Linked DNA regions of Mus musculus: regions 2 and 3 are each linked to region 1. The links are chromatin contacts, called in public Hi-C and HiChIP or PLAC-seq maps. All regions are on one chromosome and are shown on one strand. Each heading gives the region's core, a stretch centred on a gene start, on an enhancer-like site or on the middle of the called end of the contact. The rest is flanking DNA. Distances are from core to core; before and after follow the strand shown. Region 1 holds the start of Laptm4a (lysosomal-associated protein transmembrane 4A). Region 2 overlaps Hs1bp3 (HCLS1 binding protein 3). Region 3 holds the start of Ldah (lipid droplet associated hydrolase).

Region 1 (3,671 bases), core at 424-2,923:
TTAAAACTATCTTTAAAAAATCACGGGTTTGGAAATCGCAACAAATAAGTTCATATGAACAGATACTGGGAACTAATTTTTTTTTTAAGTCACAAGACTTTCTGCCGAATATGGAACCAACAAGCCCGTCCATCTGCTGTGACAGAATCACACAGATCCTGGAGCCCAGAAAATGTCAGTAAGGACATAGCAGGCTTTCAATAAACATCTCTTCCAAACCAAGGCGGCCTTGGGATGAAAACCCACCTGACAAGGCAGGGAGGGGGTGTAATGAGGAAAATCTGACCCACTGTAAATTCTGGCTAACGTCTAGACTCAAAACAGAGACCTCTGGCTACATCACCGAACGCCTCAACAAAAACTGCAGGAGGCACCCGAACTGGATTTCGCTTTCGATTCGGACAAAACGTCCGAACTGGCTGCATAACTGCGGGACAATAATTGTTTCGATGGGGGGGTGGGGCGGGATGAGGGTTGCGCACTTCCCGAACCCGAAATGACGATCCTATTCCCATCCCCTCCCAAATCCTGGGGAGCCCCATCTCGTAAAGCCTCAGTTCACAGTTAAAAGCACCCCGAAAAGTAGCGCCCCAACAACTTTCACGTCCCCGCCCCCTGCCCACCAGGCCCACTTGTCGCGCAGGCGCACTGGCCTGGTGGAGCGGCCCTGCCAGCCAGCCCTTACCATGTACCAGGTCCCCAGGATGATCGTCCCGGTGCGGACATGGCAACAGCCGCAGCACCGGGTGCTGTAGAACCGGTCGCTGCGGCTCCGTTTGAAAGTCATGGACACCATCCGGAACCTCGCGGGCCTCGTTCTCGCCCAGGCCCCTGACAAAAGCTTTCGGCCCAGCGGTTCAACCCAGACGACTCTACGACGGTGTCCACAGCCAAAGGACGCGTCTTCTGGCCCGCCCTCGGCCCGGGCCCTTGCCAACTCCTGTGCGCCTGCGCTCTGGGCGCCCGGCGCCGCTCTCGCGGGACGTCGGCTCGGAATCTCTCCCTCCGCCTTCTGCCACATACAGACCAACGAAGAGCGGAAGGCCGGGCTACCTGGCTTCTGATTGGAGAAGATGTGGAGATTGAAACAGATCACGCCCAATCAAAAGTTCAACTCTCTCCGGCGCTGTTTGACCGCGGTGCGCGTGGCTGGGCTCGCTGTCGGGGGCTGTAGGAATTGAGGGTAACTCGGTAATTCACCGTCTCCCAGACGAGCTCCGCAAGGAGGAGAAGGGTGAAACAAGACGGAGTTGGTGGCAGACAGCGGGCACGGAGATTTTTGGCGCTGTCTTTCGCCACGTTGTCTTTGTCACTGCGAGGCCCACGTGACGTATTCGTGCTCTATTGTTGGGCCTGTCGGGGCGTGCCTGCGGGAAGGGGCGTGGCTACCATTCTGGCGTGGCCCTCTAGGCTCAGACCAGAAAGGAGGGCTCGCAAGTAGGCTAAAGGATTGGATTTCTGTCCTTCCCCCATCTCTCTGAAGCCTACTTAGAGGGAGCCAATAAATACCACTGGACTCTGCCAAAGGCCAAGGGATTAAGGAAAATGACAGCATGATAAAGTGGAGAAACCGCTTAGCTGTTGAGTTTATACAGATAATAGTGATTTTTTTTTTCTTCTTGAAGAGAAAGATTGTGAAGGACATTGAAATAGGCCAGAAAAACAAGCAAAAAAAAAAAAAAAAAATAGAGAATGAGAGAGTGTGTCTTAAGTGAGAAACAAGCCACACTTTTCTGCATGCTCTGATGCCAGAGTGAGCCTCAACTTTCTGTGGGATGCTGGACATTTCTACAGCATGTTACACGAGACTCACTGACTCATACCTCTTCTCAGAGAAAGCCATTTGACATAAGTTGGGTGATTCAGTTATCATTTTTACTTCAACAATGGGTGCTTTATATTCACTCTATAGTTCCTTCTAACATCTTATGATCCTCATTAACTGAGTCAAGTTTTTGACTGAATTTATTTTGTATTTGTTTTAAGATTTGTGGCTATCAGCCGGGCTGTGGTGGCGCACGCCTTTAATCCCAGCACTTGGGAGGCAGAGGCAGGTGGATTTCTGAGTTCAAGGCCAGCCTGGGCTATGCAGAGAAACCCTGTCTCAAAAACAAACAAACAAACAAACAAGGCTTGTAGCTACCTTGAGAAGGAATGAAACTGTACCATAGTGTGCAGCTGTGGATAATAGGCATAATCAAATAAACACTGAATAATTTCAAAGAACCTCAAAAGTATTTTGGAAAGAGGAAGGGAAGAGATGTCAGGACAAAATCCATGCCTTTACCATAATTTAAGCCAGTAGACAATGCTAGAATTTTATTAATGAAAATATAGTATATATGAAGAGGTGGTAAGTGGGTAAAGTGCTTGCAAAGCAATCGTGAGGATTCATGGAAAACCAGACGCTGTGGCTTTACCTTTCTGTAAAACCCAGCTGTTACAGCCAGACAGATGTCTTGAGTGAGGAGACATCCCTGCAAGCTCTCTGGCCAGCTAGCCTAGTGTATGAGGAAGCAAATGAGGGGGATGCAGGATTTGTGGGTCTTTAAGGTTCCTAGAATATGTGTGTGAGTGAAAAAACGCTACATGTGTAGCAGTCGCTAGAGGAAGCCAGAAGCAGACATAAGATCCCCCTGGAGCTGAAATTGCAGGCTGCCTGATGTGGGTCCTGGGAACTGAACTCTAGGCATCTGAAAGAGCAGAAAACACTTGGTTTTTTAGAAGACTGTGTTTTATGTATATGAGTGTTTTGCCTACCATAATTGAAGCCAGTAGACAATGCTAGAAGTTTATTAATGAAAATATACTATATATGTCTGTTAAGAACATGGACTGGGCATAAGGAGATGGCTCAGTGGGTAAAGTGCCCACTGGAGGCCAGAAAAGGGTGTTGGATTCTCAGGAACTGTTGTTACGACTGGTTGTAAGCCTCCATGTTGGTACTCGGAACCAAACCCAGGTCCTCAAGTGTTCTTAACCACTGAGTTATCTTCCCAGCCCCTCTTTAATTCATAGTCTCAATTTCCCTTCCCCGTTCTTTCTCTTTTCCTTTCTATTTTTGTTTTATGACATGATCGCAACCTAGCCTCCAGCTCACTATGTAGCTTAGGATGCTCTTCAGTTTCTGACCCCCTTGCTTCTGTCTCCTGATCCCCTACCTACGTCTGTCACAAATCCAGGGTTTGTGCATGCTAGGTAAACTGTACCGAGCTACTTCTCCAACACTTACAATCTTATTTCTTGTTCAAAAAAATATTTATGCTTGGTGCCTGCCTTTCTCACTTTTCCCTTCGATCTGCCCTCTCCCCATGCTGTTGCTGTTAAACCTAGCCTTATAACCCTAAAAGCCTCTCATGGTTGAGCTTTGCCATACCTGACCTTTTTCTTACTTGATACTCCTGGGAATCTATTGATCACCTCATCCCCTTTATTCTGACAATCATATTTTGTCACAGCCATGCATAGGTTGTATAAGCCTACCTTCTCAAGCCCCCTTATTCATCATGCCCACAACCCCATTGGCCCTTCTGTTCTTGCTTTGTTTCAAGGCTATCTTTGATGCTTATGGCCAACTAATCTTCCCATCTTTGTATTTGTCTTCCCTATGAGCCTCTAGTTCCCATCAAGACGTACGAGCCCAGTTTTTCAGGAACTCAATCCCTTTCACT
Region 2 (3,870 bases), core at 477-2,976, 590 kb after region 1:
CTGGATGCCAAGGAACATAGAAGAAGTTCAACGGAGGACCATAGGAAGGTCAGGGGTAGCCCAACCAGAGCCATCTTGGCATGTGAAGCAACCTTAGTAGTCGTCAAATCTTCAGCTGACAGGTCCTCCTGACCCAAGGGGGTCAAGCAGGCAAGAGCAGGGAGAAGGGAGGAGGCAGGGTTGGCCATGTGCTAGGAATGAGCTTTGTTATCATCTGACATAGAGCAAAGAGACCCCCACACCCGCTACTGAAGTGATGAGCCCCCACTACTGTGCTCAGGTGTGATGGGGACTGGGAAAGGCAGGAGAAGCAAGGAGCTATCAGGACTACAGACTGATGGCCAGACAGCTGCTAACCTTCTTGAGTATCATGCCACCACATGTCCATGGGCCCGACAACATGCTTTTCTTCTGAAGGTGACTGGTGGTTTCAATACGCTTGACCCAGGGAGCCTTGTTGGTGTGGCTTTGTTGGAGGAAGTGTGTCACTGTAGGGGTGGCTTTGAGGCCCTCCTCCTAGCTGCCCAGAAGACAGCAGTTTTTTCCTGTTTGCCTTTGGAACAAGATGTAGAACTCTCAACTCTTCCACCACCATGCCTGCCTGGATGCTGCCATGCTTCCCACTATGATGATAATGGACTGAGCCTCTGAACCTGTAAGCCAGTCCCAATTAAATGTTGTCCATTATGAGAGCTGCCTTAGTCATGGTGTCTCTTCATAGCAATGGAAAGAAACCCTAACTAAGACAGTGGAGCTACCTAACAGAGACCTTGGGGTCAGAAGCCTGCACCCCACAGCCACTTAGACATGGGGTTGATGTAATCTGGGGCTCAAAGTTCAAGGGATAGGGTCCAGGAGAGCAGGAGGATGCCTATGTTAGTGACTTCTCTTTTGTCTGGTACAAAACAATGAACAACAACAACAACAATAACAAAACAACTTCAAGAAGGCAGGGATTGCATAGGTTCACGGTTTGTCTACCATGGCGGCCCCCCCAGGGTGGGGGTTAATGTTGGTGCTTGGTTTGCTTTACCCCTTTATTAAGTCCAGGACACCAGACCATACCCTGGTGCTGCCCATATTTAGGGAGGGGTTTCCAACCTCAATTAGTCCAATCCAAAAACCCTTCACAGATACGCTCAGAGGCTAGCTTTCTAGTTAATCCTTGATCCTGTTAGACGGGCAATATTAACCATCACAAAGCCTAAGCCCTGCTTTGCCGGACATTGAACATCAGTCTTCTCTAAGTAGTATACCTGCTGCCCTTCTAAGCAACAATGTGGTTCCCCCTGGGTAGGGTAGCCCTTCTGAAGTTCCTCTGGAGTCAGGTGGGCTTGGCTCTGCCACACCTGTTCCCTGACTGAAGAGCTCCTGCCCTGAGATGCTTGTGGTGGGAAACTGGGGGTCACCAGAGAGGTTTCTTGGGGTGTGCCACAGTTTTATTTCTTGATCCAGGTGGATAGGCAAGCTTCATGTTTGCTGGATCACATGATCTGGGCTGCCTTTGTGACACTGTCTCCAGATCACAAACTTGGTTTTATTTTAACAAGCTGACCTCAAGCTCTGGGGCTGCCACCCACGTTAGGCATTTTAAGATTCCTATAAACGGCAAAAGTTTTTTGTTTTGTTTTGTTTTTCCTTTTTACTGGAACCCAGGATTGCATTCTCCCAAGCGCCTGGCAGCCGGTTCCACTGGGCTGAGGTCACCTCTGAGCTCATGTTGGCAACACAGTGGCAAACTGCACAGAGGCTGGCCATTGCCAAAAGCTGTAACACAGACTATCCAGTCTCAGATAAAAATACCAGGTCCCTGGGTGCTGCAAGGCCAGGGACTCTGAGGTGACTATTCCTGCAGAACCACCCCCCTCCCACCCCAGTTCAGAGGCATAGCGTGTCTGGTGGAGATCGCCTAGCAGGCTGGACATTTTGGGCCTGGGAGTAGGGTAGTAACTAATTATGATCATACTAGGACAATACTTATGACTTTGCTTGTTACTCTCAATATCCCATGAACAGAATTGTCTGTGTTGTCCACTGGGGTGAAAGTGGCACAGTTCAACAGTGATGGCATCTGTGTCCCTACTGCAGTATGTGCACGTCAACAGGGGCCACCATGGTGAAGTGCCAACAGAGCTCTGGCCTGCCTGTGGTGCTGGGGGTGGGTGAAGGATCGCTAGCTCGCTAGCTCGCACCCTTCAGAAAGCCTCGGCTCTAGCTCCTCTCAGATCCTGCAGGGTGGACTCAGCTGCTCCTTGTGGGAGGGCGCCCCTGTAGTTTTATCTATCAGGCAGAATCAACAGTCCTGGTGACTAACAGAGGCCATGGCCCTAGCAAGGGTGACCAGAGTCTGGACTCCCTGTGTCAATATGCCTAGAAGGCCCTGGATGGAAGCTGTGAGCACGGCTCTGTGGAATGTGACCATCGACTGGGGTTGGGGGGCCCTTAGACCAGCCCTATGAGAACTGTAGGCTCTGTTTCATCACCAATATGTCCGTCTCTTGATCACCTATCATAATGTCCTTTGCTTGGCCCCTGGCCCTGGATCCAGTGGGCACAGCAGCAGTGACTGGCAGAGAACCCCATTTACACCTGTATCGGCAGTGCCTGGCCAGTCACTTCAGGGCTTGAGGCTGATCCTCAGCCATTCTGGTAGCTTTGCCCTCCACTCAGAAACCACTTTCTTTGGGGACCCAATGCGCATGCTACCCACTTAAAAGGCCCAGAGGGCAGGGGAGCAAAGCCGCCTACGGATCAAGAACAGCAGGAAGCACAGTGCGTGAGAGAACAGGCGGGAAGCCAGGTGAGGGAGGTTCCAACCACTTCCCCAGTTCTGCTCAGTCCGTCCAGGACAGACACAGATAAGGCTAGACCATCCGTCTGTCCTCCTGAACGGACACAGATAAGGCTAGACCGTTCTGGGCGAGCTTCCCTCACAAGCTTGACACGCATCTTTGTCCTCCTTGGTGACATCTGTGATTTCTGCTGCACTGAACTGAAGCAGATGCTCAGCACAACAGTGTTCAGTCAGCACTGACTACCCTGCCCCAGCTACCTGGCGGTCCTGTCCTCAAATCCCTCAGATCACCCACGAGAACACAAGGGGCATCAGGGGACCTGGAAGCCCCCAGGGTCTTGTCTGATTGATCCTAAAACTGCAGAAAGGTGTTCAGCAAATACTAAAAGGAAGAAGGCAGGCAGGCAGACAGACCGACAGATAGGCATCTGTCCTGTGTAGCTGGATAGTCATCAGATAGAAGGAAGACAGATTAGCTGACTGGAAGGAAGGAAGGAAGGAAGGAAGGAAGGAAGGGAGGAAGGGAGGGAGGGAGGGAGGGAGGGAGGGAGGGAGGGAGGAAGGAAGGAAGGAAGGAAGGAAGGAAGGAAGGAAGGAAGGAAGGAAGGAAGGAGAAACAGGCAGGCAGGCAGGCAGGCATCCAGACAGACAGACAGACAAAGTAATAAGACAGGGAATGAGGGGTCAGAGCAGCAGTTGTCAGCGCTCATGTTTACAAAGCCCTTTCTCTATTCCATCGCTGCTCCTCTAACAATAACCCCTGCCAGCCTTTCAGCAGCAAGCAGCCTGTCCATTCCTCCTCCTCCCCTTCCTCCAACCAGCACTCCCCAAGCAGTGCCCCTGTAGAGGTGCCTGCTCTAGGTGATGCAGACAGACCCACCTGAGATGCCAGCCAGCCAGGCTGTCACAGCTGGAGCACAGAGGACTCAAGGAAGGCACAGGGAGGGACTCCTGGAGGAGGTAACGGCAGCTTAGCTAGTGGGCTGAGGGGAGAGGAACGTCTCTGGCAGACCAGCTGCCAGTCACCCCGCACATTGAAGGAGCCCGACTGTGGCATGACAAGGAACATAAACCCC
Region 3 (3,780 bases), core at 445-2,944, 710 kb after region 1:
ACTGCTCTTCCAAAGGTCCTGAGTTCAAATCTCAGCAACCACATGGTGGCTCACAACCATCTGTAATGAGATCTGATGCCCTCTTCTGGAGTGTCTGAAGATAGCTACAGTGTACTTACATATAGTAAATAAATAAATCTTTAAAAAAAAATAAATAAAAGGTTCCTAGAAAATACAAGGGATTTCATTTATTCTTGGTACATGACATACCACCATAAAACTTAATACCTGAAGATATGTTATATTCTCACAGATTGTGTGGGTTAGAAATTTATAGAGTACAGCACAGGCAGTTTTGGAACAATCCAAAGTAGAGTTAGCTAAGAAAAACTCAACAGCTGGCTTTGACTTGTTCACTGGGACAGGGGTCATCTGGAAGTACCTTTATTGATAAGCTTAACAATGAATGCTCTAAAACAAAAATAGGTTGAACACATAATCTTATATTTAATTCATATTTAATCTTTTCACATGGCCAATTTTAATAGGTTCTTGCAGTGCATGTAGGCTGCCTCCTGAGGTTGAGAACAAAGTTGCCTCACCTCTTAGGACCTCACCTCACTAGTCACATAGCATTAGCTCACAACACACTGATAAGCATATTGACCCTTTATGACACAGGCATACAATACAACGTTTCAGAAAAAGTGACCTGATATTTTGCCCATGATGATCTTAAAAGTCTCTCCTACTAACATTCCAACTTCTTCATCAAAGTAGTTTAGAAAAATGTTGAAGGCACCTGGAATGTAATAGTTTCCCAAAGTAAGAAAGAGCTTGATTAAAATATTCTTCTAAGAAGACAGCAAAGCCCAGAAAAATGTAAGAGCACACTAAAGGTCAGAAGCTACCATAAATATTATATAAGAAACAAGAGCAAGGAATTTAAAAGTAATAATTGAAAGAACAAAACTTATGGGGTGGATTATCAGCAGAGTAGTATCAACAAAGAACGAGATGAGAGAACGTGGATAGATCCACAAAATTTACAAACCTGAATTGGTGGGAAACAGTCTAAAAACTCAGCAGTAGCCCCGGGACTTGTACTACAATGACAAATGACCTAAAATTCATGCAACTAGAGTTTCAGAGAAGGCAATGTGGGGCTAAAACACACGTTTTAAGAAAGAGTATCTGGAAACTTCTCAAAATTGGGAAGGGCATAAATCTACAGATTCAAGAAGCTGAGCTTCTCAAGCTGGGGAAATGTATACTATACTATTAGAAGCCATGCATTTTGTAAAACTAAAATAAAAAAAAAAGTTAAAAGCAGTGAAACAACACATCATATGCAAGGGTAAAGGTAATTTTAATGTCAGCAGATTTCTCAGGAGAATCCACGAGGGACAGTGTCGACCACAGATGCCTGGGGAGCCCCAGCGCAGACTTGGATTTATTTCTAGAAGGCTGGCTGCCAGCGCATTGGCTTATCCTTACCCAGGGAGCCTCTGGCGACCTGGCCACAGGTCGGGCGAGTGTAGTGCCATCGCGTACCGCACGGCCTAGCGGCTGTGCACGCGGGGTGATGGCAGCTCAGTTATCCTAGCACCACCCCATGCGCAGCCCACGTGCCCTTCCTCAGACAAACCACACAGTACTGGCAGCATCACCTCACCTGCCCACTCACAAGGTATTGGGGTCGTCCGCCGACGTCTCGGCAAAGCCTCACCAGACCCGGAAGTTCCGCCTGTACTGACGTCACAGCGCCGCGCCGCGCCGGTCCCGGAAGTCGGGACCCGTAGAACGCTTTGCAAGGATCTCCCGTGTGAGAGTTTGGGTGGCAGCTTGATGGGTAGGTGGTTTATAGTCAGCGAGATTGCTGGGAGCAGCACATAGAGCGTTTCTAGCATACCACCTGAATTTTACCCGCTCTCTGTTCTTTGTCGTTTTGGTAAACGAGTTTTTCCTCTCTTTGGAGGTTCTTTCATTCCCCCCCCCCCCCCCATCTGCCCACTTTTCCTTTCTTCCACCACCAGTTGCTTTTCATTCCTGACTCATGATCACAGGAAAGTTGACTCTCAGCTGACCTTAGTGCTAGTATTCAACTTCATATAGTATTCAGTTTCATATTCAGGATAATGCGACCTTCCAGAGCTATTTCCAGCTTACTACAAACTTCAAGATAGTATCCTCAACACTTGGTACAATTGTAGGCAATCAGTGTATTTCTGTCCCCCAAAATACTGTCGCCAATATGGCAGTATTATAGCCAGAAGAAGCATGGAACTTAGAAAGAAAGAAAAAAAAAACCCATAGTAATTATCACACATGGAAAAGCTTTGCGCTTGTATCCAGCACCTCGGTGATAGTACCAACATCACTTATATTTTAACTTAAAAATCTTTTTGTATATTAGTAGCCTGGAGCCTATGGACGCTGGAAGAGGGCACTGGGTTCCCTGGGACCTGAACCACATAAGCCTATGGGTCACCATGTGGGTGCTGAGAATCAATCCTAAATCCTGTGGAAAAGGAGTTAGTGCTCATAACTACTGAACCAACATCCAACTAGCTGTGGAATGTAAACCGATAAATATCTTCATAACCCTTTTTTATCACTTCTACTTTCCACATCCAATAGGTAACATTTAATGAATATAGAAAAAGATATTCATTGTGTTAAGAGTTTTTCATGAACTAATTTTTAAACCCTTAGCATTTCAGTGTGGTCAGTATTAACAAGTGATCACTAGAGTTTGGAGATATAAATACATAAAAGTAAATGATTATGTTACGGTGACCATAGGATATGTACCAAGTGGTGTCAGTTTTATGTGTGTAAATTTCCTGCCAGTAATGCTGTTAAAGGACTACTGACATATCAAGGGCGTCTTTCTGGGTATCTGTTCCATCCTTCTTTCATCCATAGACTACATGACAGAATGCATTGGTGCAGGATTTCTTTTAATTCTTGGATATGCATCTACGATGTAGCATCTAGGTGATTTATGTTTCTGATTTCACTGAACCTGTGCCAGAAATAACTGAAGCAATTCAGACTTTATAGTTGGCCAGAGATTATTTCTGTTAACTGCAGTGTAAAATGAGGTGCGAAGAAACTGACTTTCCCACAGTTAGTTAGGAGAGCTAGGCTCAGGTTACTTGCAGCAGTTTCTGTATTCTTCATGTTTTCTCTGGGCCATCTACTTTTGGAATATACATGTTCTTACTAAGTTGTCATATTTTTGCACACAATGTTCACTTTGCTACATGGCAGACTATGACTGTTGTAGCTTATATAAGTAGCTGAATAGGATGCTCTCTGGAGGCAGAGGCTGGAAGATTTCTGCATTCAAAGTCAGCCAGGTCTACAGAGTGAGTTCTAAGGCAGCCAAGCTTAGGCAGTGAAGGAAACCATTAACGACAGAAATCTGGTGAAGATGGCTTTGAATAAGGGGCCTGGGAAGTGGAATATAGTTTGAAAGAAAATGGCTCCTATAGGTTCATAGGGAATGACAACATCAGGAAGTGTGGCCTTTTCAGAGTAGGTAGGGTTTAGTTGGAGGAAGTTCATTTCTACAGGGAGGGCTTTGAGATCTGAGAAGTTAAAAAAGGCCTGTCAGCTCACAGTTCACTTCCTGCTCCCTGTTGCTCTTGATGTAGAACTCTCAGCTACCTCTCCATTATCATGTCTGCCTGCATGTCACCATGCTTTCCACCATGATGATAAAGGACTAAATCTCTGGTCTGTAGGCCAGCTTGTCTTGGTAAGGGTTCTATTGTGAAGACACACTATGACCAAGGCAACTCTTATAAAGAAAAACATTTAATTGGGGCTGGC

The links. A called contact is a pair of places that touch in the nucleus more often than the background predicts. HiChIP or PLAC-seq counts read pairs in DNA pulled down with a chosen protein or histone mark.
Region 2: a contact with region 1 is called in a Hi-C map of cerebral cortex, with 2.0 times the contacts expected there. The contact joins the enhancer-like site here to the promoter of Laptm4a in region 1. A contact is called at or near these places in 1 of 39 promoter capture datasets (hippocampal neurons), 3 of 484 Hi-C or Micro-C datasets (the G1E-ER4 cell line, cerebral cortex and cortical neurons) and 5 of 115 datasets of contacts at active chromatin or transcription factors (astrocytes, bone marrow-derived macrophages, embryonic basal ganglia and 2 more).
Region 3: an H3K27ac HiChIP or PLAC-seq map of microglia shows a contact between it and region 1, with 10 times the contacts expected there. The contact joins the promoter of Ldah here to the promoter of Laptm4a in region 1. A contact is called at or near these places in 2 of 39 promoter capture datasets (the HPC-7 cell line and pre-B cells), 2 of 484 Hi-C or Micro-C datasets (CD4 T cells and CD8 T cells), 2 of 115 datasets of contacts at active chromatin or transcription factors (bone marrow-derived macrophages and microglia) and 1 of 9 other capture datasets (liver).

The regions. Positions count from the first base shown.
Region 1 is chr12:8,919,309-8,922,979 of GRCm38.p6, reverse strand. It overlaps Laptm4a (lysosomal-associated protein transmembrane 4A), which reads right to left and starts at 1,673. Exons shown (of 7, transcript NM_008640.2): 1 at 686-1,673. The coding sequence starts at 1,021.
Region 2 is chr12:8,332,282-8,336,151 of GRCm38.p6, reverse strand. All of the region lies in intron 4 of Hs1bp3 (HCLS1 binding protein 3), which reads right to left. Among named protein-coding and RNA genes, the nearest start is that of Hs1bp3, 21 kb to the right of the region's middle. Within about 2 kb of position 1,726, at least 54 of the 459 cell types and tissues checked have an H3K27ac peak or open chromatin away from gene starts, as enhancers often do. A contact at or near this core is called in astrocytes and cerebral cortex, where this site is marked.
Region 3 is chr12:8,206,040-8,209,819 of GRCm38.p6, reverse strand. Ldah (lipid droplet associated hydrolase) reads right to left here and starts at 1,694. Exons shown (of 7, transcript NM_001364261.1): 1 at 1,616-1,694. It overlaps Gm33037 (a long non-coding RNA gene), which reads left to right and starts at 1,687. Exons shown (of 4, transcript XR_381233.4): 1 at 1,687-1,792.